2 separate regions of the Sus scrofa genome follow, and region 1 is linked to region 2. The links are chromatin contacts, called in public HiChIP or PLAC-seq maps. All regions are on one chromosome and are shown on one strand. Each heading gives the region's core, a stretch centred on a gene start, on an enhancer-like site or on the middle of the called end of the contact. The rest is flanking DNA. Distances are from core to core; before and after follow the strand shown. Region 1 has its middle 16 kb from the start of CCL16. Region 2 overlaps LOC100515857 (C-C motif chemokine 3).

Region 1 (6,714 bases), core at 1,986-4,485, 99 kb after region 2:
CCCCAACATATGTCATGACAGCATGACAGATCATGAGGCTGACCTTGTGATGTTAAAGAAAGATTTTGCTATAAATCACACTGGAGTGGACTACAATCTTCTTGAAAATGAAAATTAAATAATTTCATTTAATCGTGTTATTTTTTTTCAAGAAAGGGGATTCGTTATATAGTAAACAAAATCTCATCCAAAAAAATTTTTGTGTTTTTTTTCTTTTTTGGCCACCCTGTGGCATATGAAGTTTCTGGGCCAGGGATCAAATCCAAGCTGCAGCTGCAACCAACCTATGCCACAGCTGTGGGAACACCAGAGCCTTAACCCACGATGCCAGATCAGGAATCGAACCTGCATCCCAGCGCTCCAGAGATACTGCCAACACCATCACAACACAACAGGAACTCTTAAAAAAAATTTTTTTTTTTTTTTGTCTTTTTGTTGCTGTTGTTGTTGTTGCTATTTCTTGGGCCGCTCCCACGGCATATGGAGGTTCCCAGGCTAGGGGTTGAATCGGAGCTGTAGCCACCGGCCTACGCCAGAGCCACAGCAACGCGGGGTCCGAGCCGCGTCTGCAACCTACACCACAGCTCACGGCAACGCCGGATCCTTAATCCACTGAGCAAGGGCAGGGATCGAACCCGCAACCTCATGGTTCCTAGTCGGATTCGTTAACCACTGCGCCACGACGGGAGCTCCCAACATGGCATTTTTAAATGGGAAAGAGGTATGGGAAGGAGATGGAGAAATGCCCCAGCTGCAGAGGGACATTACTTTCTTAGGGACTAACTCAGGTTACCAAATCTGCACATGCGCAAATGCAGGGCAAACCGCTCAGAGTTAACAGTCGGGAGGGGAGCTCTATTGCAAGGCAGGCTTCCTCATTTTATTCCCTGATGGGATATTTGGGAGTATTTTCCTATGTTTATCCCCTCTTCCATTCCCTTCTTCAAGCAGATAGTCTGCACCATGCAGTTCCCGCCTCTCTCTCAGGGGAACGATGAGGCAGGGTAGAGAGAAAAGCTGTACGCCTCCTTGGCTTGTGTGTTCTAAAAGCCCCCTGTACAAAGAATAAAAGATCCAAAGCAGATTTCTATGTCTTCACCAGAATTATTAAAGAGTGGTGTGAATTAATTTCTTTCTTTCTTTTTCTTTCTTTATTTTACTTACTTTCTTTTTCTTGGGGGAGGGGGGGCTGCACCTGTGGCATATGGAAGTTCCCAAGCCAAGGGTCAAATCAGAGCTGCAGCTGCCAGCCACAGCCGGAGCAAATCGCCAGATCCAAGTCGCATCTGCGACCTACACCACAGCTCACAGCAATGCCAGATCCTTAACCCACTGAACAAGGCCAGGGATCCCTGGTCCTCATGGATACTAGTTGGGTTCGTTACCGCTAAGCCACAACAGGAATTCCCAAGAGTGTGGATTTCTTCCAGGCCAAAAAGAGAGTCCTGAGTTGGGCTGGAGGGAGGTAGGTGCAGCCTGGGCATCCCAGCATCACAGCCAGGAAGCAGGTGTAAACAAAGATGAACAGAGAATGTTGCTCCCCACCCAGCTCTACAAGGATTAAGTCACAACCCACTGAGGTCACTAAGTGAGAGTTCACTCTGAGAGGAAAGACAACAGGGTGTTGCTCTGTGCTTCGGACAAGCAGGCCCCTTAGTTAGTTAGATGTTTATGTCAAGAAGAATTTTAATGAACCCAGATTCTTACATCTTCTCTTATATAGAAAAGCACTGAAGCCGTTAGCTTGGGATATCTCTTCTTTGTAACTAGCAGTAATCTTTTACCAAAGACTGCATGGACTTGCCAGCCAAAAATCACTATATATATGTGATATACATACATACACCTACACATACATACACATGTACATACATGTGCATACACATACATGCACCTACATATACCTTCACATACATATATATACATACATACACATGCATACACATAATACACATGCATGCACACACATACGCATGTGTGTGCATATGCATACACATACATATACCTATGCATACAAACACATGCATGCACACACATATGCCTGCATACACATATACATGCATGCACATACATATATATACATACATACATACACTGGCTTCTCCATCACCTCTTCAGAGCAGTTTTCTCAGAGCTACTGAAAGGCTGTCTGCCAAGCTATAGTCCTCAGTAAGTTCCTGAATGAAACTTAAACTCACACCCCTTGCATTGTATGTTGTTCTTTAAGATGACACAGGGAGACCCCAAAGAGGGGCTGGGAGAACATCATGGCACATGGGGCACAGCAGCCCTGGGCAAGATCTCCCTGTCCTCAAGTGTGACCCAAACTATCAGAACTCCACCAGACCCACAGGCCATGCTAACCCCAGGGAGGACAGCTCGGCAGTAACCTGGGGACAGAGCTTCCTCACATGGGCCTCCCAACATCTGGAACAGCCCAGAAAGGCTGAAGTTAAAGTTTCCCACCAGGCCAGCAAAAGAGCAGGATAACAATACACATCAGGGGGAGTTCCCATTGTGGCTCAGTGGATTAAGAACCGGACTAGTATCCATGAGGTGTGGGTTCAATCCTTGGCCTCGCTGAATGGGTTAAGGATCCTGCATTGCCACAAGCGGTGGCATAGGCTACAGATGCAACTTGGATCCGGCATTGCTGTGGCTGTGGTGTAGGCTGGCAGCTGCAGCTCTGATTTGACCCCTAGCCTGGGAACTTCCATATGCTGCAGGTGCCTCCCTAAAAAGAAAAAGAAAAAGAAAAATACACTTAGGCTAGGTTTAGCAGTAACATTTTCTTTCCTACAAACCTGAGTTTATAGGCTTAGATTCTAGCCAGAACTCGGTATTTCTGCATTATTTGAATCCATGACAATGATCTGAATCTTTTCTAGGTTTGCGTTTTGCTTCCATAGTTTTCATTAATTTTTGTTACCCTACGTCCCTGATGTGGAGAGCCACAAGTGAGGAGTCAGTTGAGGGAGTTCCCACGGTGGCTCCCAGGCTGACCACAGACTTCCTTGACCCAATCCTGAGGCTGAACCACTATGGGACCTCTAGCTGCCTCCCTCCAGGGTTCAAAGAGCAGCCTGTGGCTCCAAGCCGAAGGACTGGCAGGGTGCCCACCCACCTCCTTTCCTGCCTTACTATGGAATAGAGTCCCAGCCAGCACCCCACCCCCACCCCCACCTCGGAGGTAGGGGAGCGGAGGGGGAGGGGCAGGGGCCTTTTCCTCTCCACCCAGTGTCCATAAATCCCCCCTGAGTAATAAGCCCTGGCCTTGTTCAGTCTTGTCTGCTTACACCTCACGATGGCAGACCATCCCCCCAATCCTGCCTGGGAGCCCAAAATGGAAATTCTGAGTCATCAAAGTGCCTCCACTTCCCCTTTTCCAGCTGGAGTTCTTTCGGTCACTTCCAAAGAAGTGTCTGTTTCCAAAACCATTTCTGACCCCCCTGGAACCCTGCCACAGCCCAGTTTCGAGCAAGCGGTGGGGTGATTGGAAATGAAAAGGTAAATAACGCTCACAGGCCATCTCTTTATGTGTCAGGCACTTTATACATTGTCACCTAATCCTAATGTCGACACAGCCGGGCAGGGATCACAGCCACAGGACATAGGAGAAAACCACGGAGAATTTCAGAGAGTTTCTAGCCAAGAGCTCCAACACACTAGCTAGCAAGGGACCAAACCAAAGTTCCCATCTCTGTCTGTCTGACTCCAAGGCTCCCAGATGGGACCAGTCAGTGCCTGAACCAGCCCGGCCCGTGGTCTCTACAGGCCATCTTTATAGTAACTACGCTCCCAGCCCAGCTCCCAGGGCACTAGCTGAGGAAGGGCTTGGGCTCCCACTGCCCAGCCTGCCTCTGTTTCCAAAGCCCCCATATTAGTCAGGCTCCTCCTTTCAGTCTGGGCCACACAACAACAGGCAGTCCCTCCATCACAAGCACCTCTGCCCCAGGGCCCACCCCCAGCAAGATGAGGGGTGGCTCACCCCAAAGCAGCCCTGATCAATGATAGGCATGCATTGGTGGGTAAATGGCTCACTACACACCATCTCCCAGAGGTCCCCGGTACCCCCAGAGGTCCCCAGCAGGGTTGAAAGATGCCCCATTAAAATGGTGATGTGCTCTGGAGTTCCTGCTGTGGCTCAGCAGAAACAAATCTGACTAGTATCCATGAGGATGCAGGTTCGATTCCTGGCCCTGCTCAGTGGATTAAGGATCGGGCATTGCCGTGAGCTGTGGTGTAGGCCAGCAGCTAAGCTCCGATTTGACCCCTAGCCTGGGAACTTCCATGTGTCATGGGTATAGCCCTAAAAAAAAAAAAAAAAAAAAAAAAAAAAGACAAAAAAATAGTAATGTGCTCCCTGAAAAACCCTGAAGTTAAGTCCTTATCTGCTATGCTTCCTTTCTTGCCTCCCTACTAGAAATTCCCAGGATCACCTCCCAAGGAACTCCTTGCCCTCAATTCCTTATCTCATGGTCTGCTTCAGGGGGAGCCCAACCTCAGAAAGGTGTGAGAGGAAGAAAAGTCAAGAATGACTCCCAGTCGTCGACCAGGCATGAGCATGGCTTGCATGAGCTGTCTCAGAGCAGGAAGCCCTGATAAGACAGACAGTGCCGCCCTGAAGACTAACCGGGAGGACTGGGGAGAGGCCAATAGGAGGGAGGAGACGACCAACCTCCCATGATTCTTGGCGCTGGAATCCGTCTTGGCTGAGAAGTGCGTGCGCCACCAGGAAGGACCCTGAGCCAGACCAAGCACAGGCCAAGCAAGATGACTGGCCAGAGACAACCTGGAAACTAACCCCATTCCCACAAAACTGGAGACTGCGAGCCATGTGGCAAAGCAGTTCTTCTGGGTTCCCTCATCCCGCTGCTGTCCCCCGGGCTCCCCTTCCCAATAAAGTCTTTTGCTTTGTCCTCACATGTGGCTCCTCGGACAATTCATTTCTGAGTGTTAGACTAGCACCCATGCTTGGGCCCTGGAATGGGTCCTCCTTCCTGCAACATGACCAGTACCTCATTTTAGCTTAGGCAGCTTCATATCCTGGGCATGAGCCATGGGCATCCGGCTGGCCCTGTGACACAGAGTGAGCTGATCAACTATCCCAGCCACGGGTTGTGCAGTATTCAGTATATCCCACATTACCAGTAGGGAAAAAGCCTTGGGAAAATTCAACCCTTTGCCCAGGGTCAGAGGTCGTCAGTGGTGGAACTGGTTTTCAAGGAGCTGGAGGTGAGGGAGGTGGCTAGTCCATGCTTTGGCTTGGCTGCCCACAACCTGGGGTCATGACAATCCCCATTCCATGAGCCAGCCCCTCACTCCCAACAGGAAATCCTTTTCCTCGCAGCAGAGCTTCGTCATGGGGCTACCATTTGCCTTTTCACTGATGGAGAGAGTGGAGGCAAGAGAGGAAAAAAGAGAGAGAGACCAAAAGGACAGAGGGCTTGAGAGAAAAATCAAGATAATATCAGCGATTTTGTAATGAGTCCTTAACAACCTGCTAAGCCCTGCCCAATTCTTTATGTCATTTCATTTAATCTTCCCAAAAGCCTTGGGGGAAGAATTGTCTACAATTATCCCTCATTTAACAGAAGGGGCAAAGGATGAATTCCACACAACAGTAAAGAAAATCCAGCCCATCTGACATCCAGGTGGCCTCGGCCCAGCCCCACTTCACTGGGACTCAACTTCGTCTTTTCTATGTCTTTTCTTTCTATCTTTTAACAAAACAGTTCCACATCCTACATTCTGAGCATTTCCTGCCTGGTCCTTGGGGGCAGGGAGGGGGTGGGAATTAAGCTTCCTAAAGAGGGCTGAAACTACATGTCAAAGGCAGCTATGTGACATAAAAAAAAAAGGGGTCCCTCGTGCTCTCAGCAGCCCAGTGAGGCTCAGGGGAGAGAAAGGCCGGTGGTCTGAGTGTCTGCAGGGCTGGGGCAGGAGAGCAGCCTGAGTGTCTTCAACACGAGGGGGTGGTTTTGTGGCTGGAGGGTTGTGTGCATCCGTGACAGGGGGCGGAGGGGGGTGTGATCCTTAACCATGCATCATGTGGCAGGGTCAAAAACCCACATGTCACCACTTAGATATACCCAAAAAAGGGTTGTTTTCTTCTTAATTTTCAGTAACTGCTCTCACACTGGAACATCCATTCCCACCAAAGGCGGAAGAAGATGGGACACTGTCTCCTCTAAAAACAAGCTGTCGCTACTCAGGTCAATATTGACAGCAGATGTGAAATTCAGACTCCTTACCTCCCACGATGGCCTCAGGACGCAGGGGGCACTTAAAGTAGCCCCGAGGCCCTGACTGGGGGTACAGACCTGGCTCTCATCCTGCTGGCTCCGGCTGGTGCCGCATTGAGTTGTGGCTCATCTCGCCTGCTCTGGACCCTCCAGCAGCCACAAGGCTGCAGCCAGGGGACTTGTGGTCTGCTCGCTGGGTGTGGCCAGGGGCCCTGGGCCCTCACTTGCTGCCTCTGCCCCACCGTGTTCTCACTGACCTGAGTCTCAGCACATCCTCCCTCCTTTTTAAGTCACCCACTTAGTAGCCTCTACTCTGGGGTCATCTGGAGCCTCACCAAAATATCTAAACAACAACAACAAAAAACCCCAACAAAACAAAAACTCAAGTTCCATCCACATCTCAGATGCTGCAGGCAGTGAAGTCTTAGCCCGTCCACATCCCCCCAGGAGAAGTGGAGACTCACGCTGG
Region 2 (6,957 bases), core at 2,619-5,118:
GTCCTTACTTAATCTCTATACAATCCTCTGCCCTCTCCACAGCTTACTCAGCAGAAAGGGCCTGCATGTCTGTGCCAATCCCACCCACATCTTCTCCAGGTCCCTGATTTACTCAGGGACCTGGAGAAGAACCCTTGAGTGGTCCAGAAGGAAGCTGTCAAAGCTGTGGGTACACCAGGCAGCAGGGACCTGAACCAGGGGACCGTCCCTGCAACCCCAGAAGTTCCCTCTCCCTTCCACTAACCAAGTGTGGAAAACTTTCTTTAGTTAAGCTGTTTAAATACTGTAGGTCATGTTATTCGTTTGATGCTATCTCCAAGAAATCACCTGACATACCCTTACTCCCAAGCCCTTTCCCAGTTGACCATATAAGGGGTGACTCATGGTTAGGATGATGGCAAATGATGGTACTCCTGTCTCTGGGTAGACACTGGACCAAATCTATCCACAGATGCTTACTGAGTTTTGAAGAGCCCTTTACTCTGCTAAAAATGTCAGAATAATAAAGATTCTTGTTGTTTTTTAAGTAAATCTTGGACATTTGGTTTTTCTTTTATTTCCCCCAACAAATCAGTTTCATCGGTTGAAAGGAATAAGAGGGAAGGGTTGGAGACATGTGAGCAGGAAGAGAGGGCAAGAGAAAGAGGTCATTTTAACCATATCAGACTTTATCGTGGAGGAACTATTCTTCATAGGCTTCAAAAGAAGCAAAGTACCAAAAAAAAAAAATGCAAATTTATATGCACCAGGGAAACACACCAAAGCAAAGCCTCCAATCATGCATGTTTGTGGCTTTTCATAAATTCAGCTTTTCCTAAGAATAAAGACTAACAGTGTCTAAGGATGTACTATGAACCACAGCCTGTGCTCAGGGATTTACATGCATTGTCTAGTCTTCAAAATATCCTACGTTGTATATGCTCTGAGTCTCTCTCTTTGACATAAGAGAAAACAGTTTCAGTAAGCTTGTCCAGGGTCACACAGCTAGTAATGCTGTGGTCAAATCTGCAGAACAAAGCAAGACCCACACTCCTTCCCTTTTTCTTTTTACGGCCATACCTGTGGACTATGGAAATGGTGCAGAATTGTGATTGTGATTTTGTTAAATCCTTATTTTTAAGTACATAGACTGAAATAGTGCAGTAGGCAGAATAATGACCCCCACCCCACCCTCACCCCCAAAGAGGCCCACATCCTAATATCTGGAACCTATGAATAGGTTACATTACACAACAAAGAGAAATCAAGACTGCTGTCAACTGACTCCAAGATGGGGAGATTATCCTAGATTATCTGTGTGGGCCCAAGATAATCACAAGGGTCCTTATAAGGGAGACAGGAGTGTCAGTGTCTGGGTGACACCATGTGAGAAAGAGGGGACCAGCCATCCCTGGCTAAAGACAAGGAATGCCAGCAGCCTCTAGAAGCCAAAAAAAGGACAAGAAAATGGATTTTCCCTTAAAGCCTCCAAAAAGGAATAGGCAGCCCTGCAGATACCTTGATTTTAACCCAGTGAGACTCATTTCAGATAGCCAGTCTCCAGAACTGTGAGAGAATAAATGTACGTTGAGTTTATTTTTTTGTTTTCTTGGAGTTTTTTTTTTTTTTTTTTTCTGTTTAGGACCATACCCTTGGCATATGGAGGTTCTCAGGCTAGGGGTCAAATTGGAGCTGCAGCTGCCGGCCTATGCCACAGGCACAGCAATGCTAGATCCAAGCCACATCTGCAACCCATATGACAGCTCACAGCAACACCAGATCCTTAACCCACTGAGCAAGACCATGGATGGAACCCACATCCTCATGGATACTAGTCAGATTCGTAACCCACTGAGCCACAACGGGAACTCCTAGACGTATGTTAAAATAAGCCACTGCGTTCGGGGTAATTCGTTACAGCAGCAATAAGAAGCTAATACAAATATTTATAGGAAAAGAAAAAAAAAAACTGTGGTGGTTTTAAAACATGGCCATAATCTTCTGACAGTCCTCTCGTGAAGAGGTGGGGTCTAGGTCCCCTCTCCTTGAATCTGGAGAGGCTGTGACTGCTCTGAGCAATAGATTATTGTGAAAGAGATGTGAGGGGACTTCTGAGGTTAGGTCATCACAAGTCATGCAGCTCCCACCTTATTCACCGGAAATACTCATCTTTGTGCCCTCAGACCGCCCTCTGGAAGGGGCACATGCACACAGCTCCAGCTGACAGTCCCAACCGAGGCCTCAGACATGGGACCAAGGAAGCCATCTTGGTGCATTTTCCAGCCCAGGTAGCGAGGGTTGTTTTTGAACTGGACTGCTAATTTTATCACATCATCATTCATATCACATCTGTGTGGTCGGGTCAGTTGTGAAAAAGCATCAGCATCTTCTGCTCTCTGGGAGAGAAAGAGCCTACAGGGCGTACACACATCTGTCCTTGCTAGCAGGCCTGTTGCAAGACCCAGCTCCTGGCTGCCCACAATCCAGTGAAATCATTTCTTCAGAAGGACCTCAAAGAATAATTTCATCAGAAGTGTCGCCAACCAATGGAGAAATTGAGCTGTTCTTACAGATACCCCAAACCCCTCTGTTAACCAAAGGGTGTGAACAACCGGGGTTACCCAACTCATGGCATAACACCAACACTATGATTAAAATGTTCCCTCCCAGCCACCCCCGCTTTCTATCTTCTAATGCCATGGGCTCTCTATGAAGAGAAATGGTAATGGCTTGAAGCCAAGAAAGAGGTCTCTCTTTCAGAAAGGTCCAGGCTAAATGGTTCAGAGAAAAAGAGCATGGATAATTGAGGCCACATTCATGAATACACGGCAAGAGGCTTAGTCTGGGTCGATGAATTTCCCATTAGGTCAGGTAAGTCTAGATTCATGTCAGGTGTTCCCCAAAGTAATCAGCTTTCAAAAAACAAAACAAAACAAAACAAAAAGGCTAGACTAGAGAAGCAATGAGATCCTACTGTAGAGCAGAGGAAACTATATCCAAACTCTTGGGACAGAACATGACGGAAGGTGATATGAGAAAAAGAATGTCACTTGCTGTACAGCAGAAATTGGCACAACCCTGAAAGCAACCATTCTTTCATTTAAAAAAAAATAATAATAAATTATTTGTTAAAAAGGAATAGGAAAGAAGACAGGTGCCGTGAACTTGAGAGAGGTTAGTCCCCTCTAGCATGGACAGGAGTCTACACCTACGCAATCCTTTGTATTTATTTATTTAGGTTGCACCTGCAGCATGTGGAAGTTCCTGGGCCAGGGATTGAACCCCGTGCCACAGCTGCGACTTGCACCACAGCTGTGGCAATGCCAGGTCCTTAACCCCCTGTACCACAGGGAAATGTCCTACCTATGCAATTCTTGCTAAGAAACCCTTTGTTGGCATTTTCAAAAGGAAGTGTCCACTGCAAGTCAGCATGGGTGCGGCTACGGGGAGTGAGGCTTGGTCAACTCCACTTCCTTCTCTGGCAGATTCCTCGGACATCTGAGGAATGGTGGGCTGGAAAGAGCTGTAGACAAAGGTTCTGACCTCCAGTATTTAATCCAAGTACTCTGGAATCAGCTGGGAAAACGGTAAAATTCAGGAAACTAATGTACAGTCTACTGTGGGCCAGCACATTGTCATACGCGCCAATGCAAAAACAAAAACAATTTAACCAAAAAAAAAAAAAAAAAATCCCTTGGAGCCTTGATCTTTCCCAATTACCCCCAACCCCAACCCCAGTCCTTTCTTTTTTGGTTTTTTTTGTTTTGTTTTGTTTCATAGCCCTTTCTTTTTTGAATAGGGAGGTAGAGTCAGTGAGGCAAGAATAAAGCTTTGAGAGAAGGGTGCATGTTGCTTAGAAAGCCTGGAAGGCAGATGACTCAGTGTCACCATGAACTTAGATTCGAGGAGGCCAGGAATGAGCATAGGGACCCAAACGGTGGTATGACTCAGCTTCTTCCATCCTGCTGCCGCTGTGTGTTCCCCACATCCGATATTCTGCTAACCAAGGAGCAAAAGCCATTGTCTGCCACCTGTCTGGTCCTGTGCACACCCAGTAACCCCCGGTCAGCAGGAGAAAGGCAGCCATCAGAAGTACTCACTACCGTGCCTCTCCAGCTCCGGAACTTACAAAACTGATGCAAGGCACCGCTCCCCACCTAGGCTCTTATTTGTCGGGAGAAATCAGGTAGCTCAGACCCTCTCCATCCACCTGCAGGAGGGAGACTGAAGTGTCAGGGGAGGAATCCATGGTCTTCCCTTCCTTGCTTCCCCTTAAAGCAGCGGACAAGTGCCCCGTTCCACTCACCCACCTCCTTGCCAGGATACAGCTAGCCAGGGCCCCAGAGGATAAGCCACGCAGGCCAGCTTTGTCACTGCCTGCAGGGCCCACATGGATGAAAGGGGATGAAAGCTATTGGGGGACCAGCCCCATAGGACTGGGACCATGAACCTGACCTCCCTTCTCTCCGGTCACATGCTCTTCCACCTATTCCTCAAACACGCCTACATCATTCCACCTCCAGCCTTTGTCCTTGTTGTTCCCTCTCCCAGGACACACCTCCCCTGATCTTTGCAAGCCTGGCTCCTCCTCAATAAGCTGGTCCCGGCTGCAAGAAGAGCCCCTCTGAAGAGGCCCCCCTGACTGGCATAATGATTAAGCCAACTCCACTCAACTGTCAGGCTCTGCCATGTCACCAAGGTTGATTTTCTTCCTAGCTTGTAATTCTACCTCCTACTAACCTTGGTTGTCTGCCTTCCCCCCTACGATTTGAGCACCTAAACAGCAGAAGCCTTGCTTTTCTTGTCTGCCTCTGTATCCCCAGGGCCTAGCAGGTGCCTGGCATCCATCTACTGAATGCACGAACAGCAGCTCTAAGGAAGGTCTCCATGAGAACACAACAAGGAAGATTTCACTCAGATTGTTTATGTCACATACTCCTTTCAGGAACCATGCGAAGCTCTAAAAGCTTAATGAAATGACTCCGAAGTTCCCATAGCTTGTTAAGTAGTGGACTCTACGACTAAAAACAATGTCTCTGACTATATCAAAAGTTCCTGCTCTTTCCATGAGAACAGGGGGTTACATTTTTCTTTTTAGTAGGAGAACTTTTTTTCTTTTTGAGGGCCGCACCTGCAGCATATGGAAGTTCCCAGGCTAGGGGTCAAATCAGAGCTGTAGCTGCTGGCCTAGGCCACAGGCACAGAAATGCCAGATCCAAGCCATGTCTGCAACCTACACTGCAGCTAGAGGCAACACAGGATCCTTAATCCACTGAGCAATGCCAGGGATTGAACCTGCCTCCTTACAGACACTAGGTCAAGTTCTTAACCCACTGAGCCACAATGGGAACTCCAAGGAGAACATTTTCTTGACAGACAAACTGGAACCCCATTATAGAAAACTAATTTTTTTTTTTTTTTGTCTTTTTGTCTGTTGTTGTTGTTGATGTTGTTGTTGCTGTTGTTGCTATTTCTTGGGCCGCTCCCGCGGCATATGGAGGTTCCCAGGCTAGGGGTCCAATCGGAGCTGTAGCCACCGGACTACGCCAGAGCCACAGCAACGCGGGATCCGAGCCGAGTCTGCAACCTACACCACAGCTCACGGCAACGCCGGATCGTTAACCCACTGAGCAAGGGCAGGGATCGAACCCGCAACCTCATGGTTCCTAGTCAGATTCGTTAACCACTGCGCCACGACGGGAACTCCAGAAAACTAATTTTTTAAAAAAAATCCACAGGTGCTTAAAACCACAATGAGGTATTACCTTGTACCGTAAATAGAGCTACTCTACAAGTTACAGAAAATAGCAAATGGTGGTGAGGCTGTGGAGATATTGGAACACTTGTGCACTGTGATGGGAATATAAAATGGTACAATGGCTGTGGGAAACAATGTGGCAGTTCCTACAAAAATTAAAAAAGGATTTACCCTATGACTCAGCAATCCCTTGTCTGGGTACATATGCAGACTTTGAAAACAGGGTCTTACAGAGGTATTTGCAATACTTATTTACAATAGCTAAAATGCAAGAGCAGCCCAGGGGTCCATGAACAGATGGACAAGTAAGCAAAATGTTGTATATCCATACAATGGAATGTTCAGCTTTAAAAAAGGAAGGAAATTGTGATGTATGCTATCAAAATGGATGAACCTTGAAGTGAAGTGAAATCAGCCAGTCACCAAAAGAAACTGTATGATTCCACCGACACCCGAGATACCCAGAGGAGTCAAATTCATAAAGACAGAAAGCCAATGGCGGAGACTGCCAATGGCTGGGGGGAGGAGAGGGAGCTATTGTTTAATGGGATGGTGTTTCAGTTCCGCAGGATCCATCAGTTCTGCGGATGGATGGTGGCGATGGTTTCACAGTGTGGGAATGGACTTGACACCACTGAACTGCACCCTTGGCAATGTCTACGGTGGCAAATGTTCTATGCATTTTACCCCAATGAAAAGAAATTGAAGAAACACTCGGGTGCCCACTCTGAACTTGGTGGGAACAGAGGTGGGAGACGTCCCCTCTGCCTGACATGCCAGCAGGGTGACCCACTCACCCCTGCGTTAGCACCAAAAGTCACACATCCCAGGAACCCCCTTAGTCTCAGGATGGTGACTCATCCGACTTCTCAGTCACGAAACCATTGCGGCGTCCTGTGCAGGAACCCTGCAGCACCAACTTGAGGGTGACAAGCTACAACTGGCTTCTATGGAATCCACTGCCCAGCTTCTGGCTCCCCAGCTCAGCCCAGAAGAAGCCTATCCCTCAGCCCCACTCCTGGAGGCAGTCTTGGCTGAGCAGAGAGCCTTGCTTCTTCCTGATAAGGTGGCAAACATACATATAACCAAAACATACATATAACTGAATCACTTTGCTGTATACTGGAAACTAACAACATCATAAATCAAATATACTTCAATAAAAAAAAAAAAAGAGGAGTTCCCACCATGGGTCAGTGGTAAAGAACCCGACTAGTATT

The links. HiChIP or PLAC-seq counts read pairs in DNA pulled down with a chosen protein or histone mark.
Region 1: a contact with region 2 is called in an H3K27ac HiChIP or PLAC-seq map of alveolar macrophages. The contact joins two enhancer-like sites. A contact is called at or near these places in 1 of 5 promoter capture datasets (liver), 3 of 47 Hi-C or Micro-C datasets (fetal skeletal muscle, liver and subcutaneous adipose tissue) and 1 of 2 datasets of contacts at active chromatin or transcription factors (alveolar macrophages).

Annotation. Positions count from the first base shown.
Region 1 is chr12:39,631,281-39,637,994 of Sscrofa11.1, forward strand. No RefSeq gene overlaps it. Among named protein-coding and RNA genes, the nearest start is that of CCL16, 16 kb to the left of the region's middle. Within about 2 kb of position 3,236, at least 9 of the 83 cell types and tissues checked have an H3K27ac peak or open chromatin away from gene starts, as enhancers often do. A contact at or near this core is called in alveolar macrophages, where this site is marked.
Region 2 is chr12:39,532,038-39,538,994 of Sscrofa11.1, forward strand. The region is part of intron 3 of LOC100515857 (C-C motif chemokine 3); the gene reads right to left. It overlaps LOC110256046 (a long non-coding RNA gene), which reads left to right. Exons shown (of 3, transcript XR_002337223.1): 3 at 1-531. Among named protein-coding and RNA genes, the nearest start is that of CCL3L1, 44 kb to the left of the region's middle. Within about 2 kb of position 3,869, at least 3 of the 83 cell types and tissues checked have an H3K27ac peak or open chromatin away from gene starts, as enhancers often do. A contact at or near this core is called in alveolar macrophages, where this site is marked.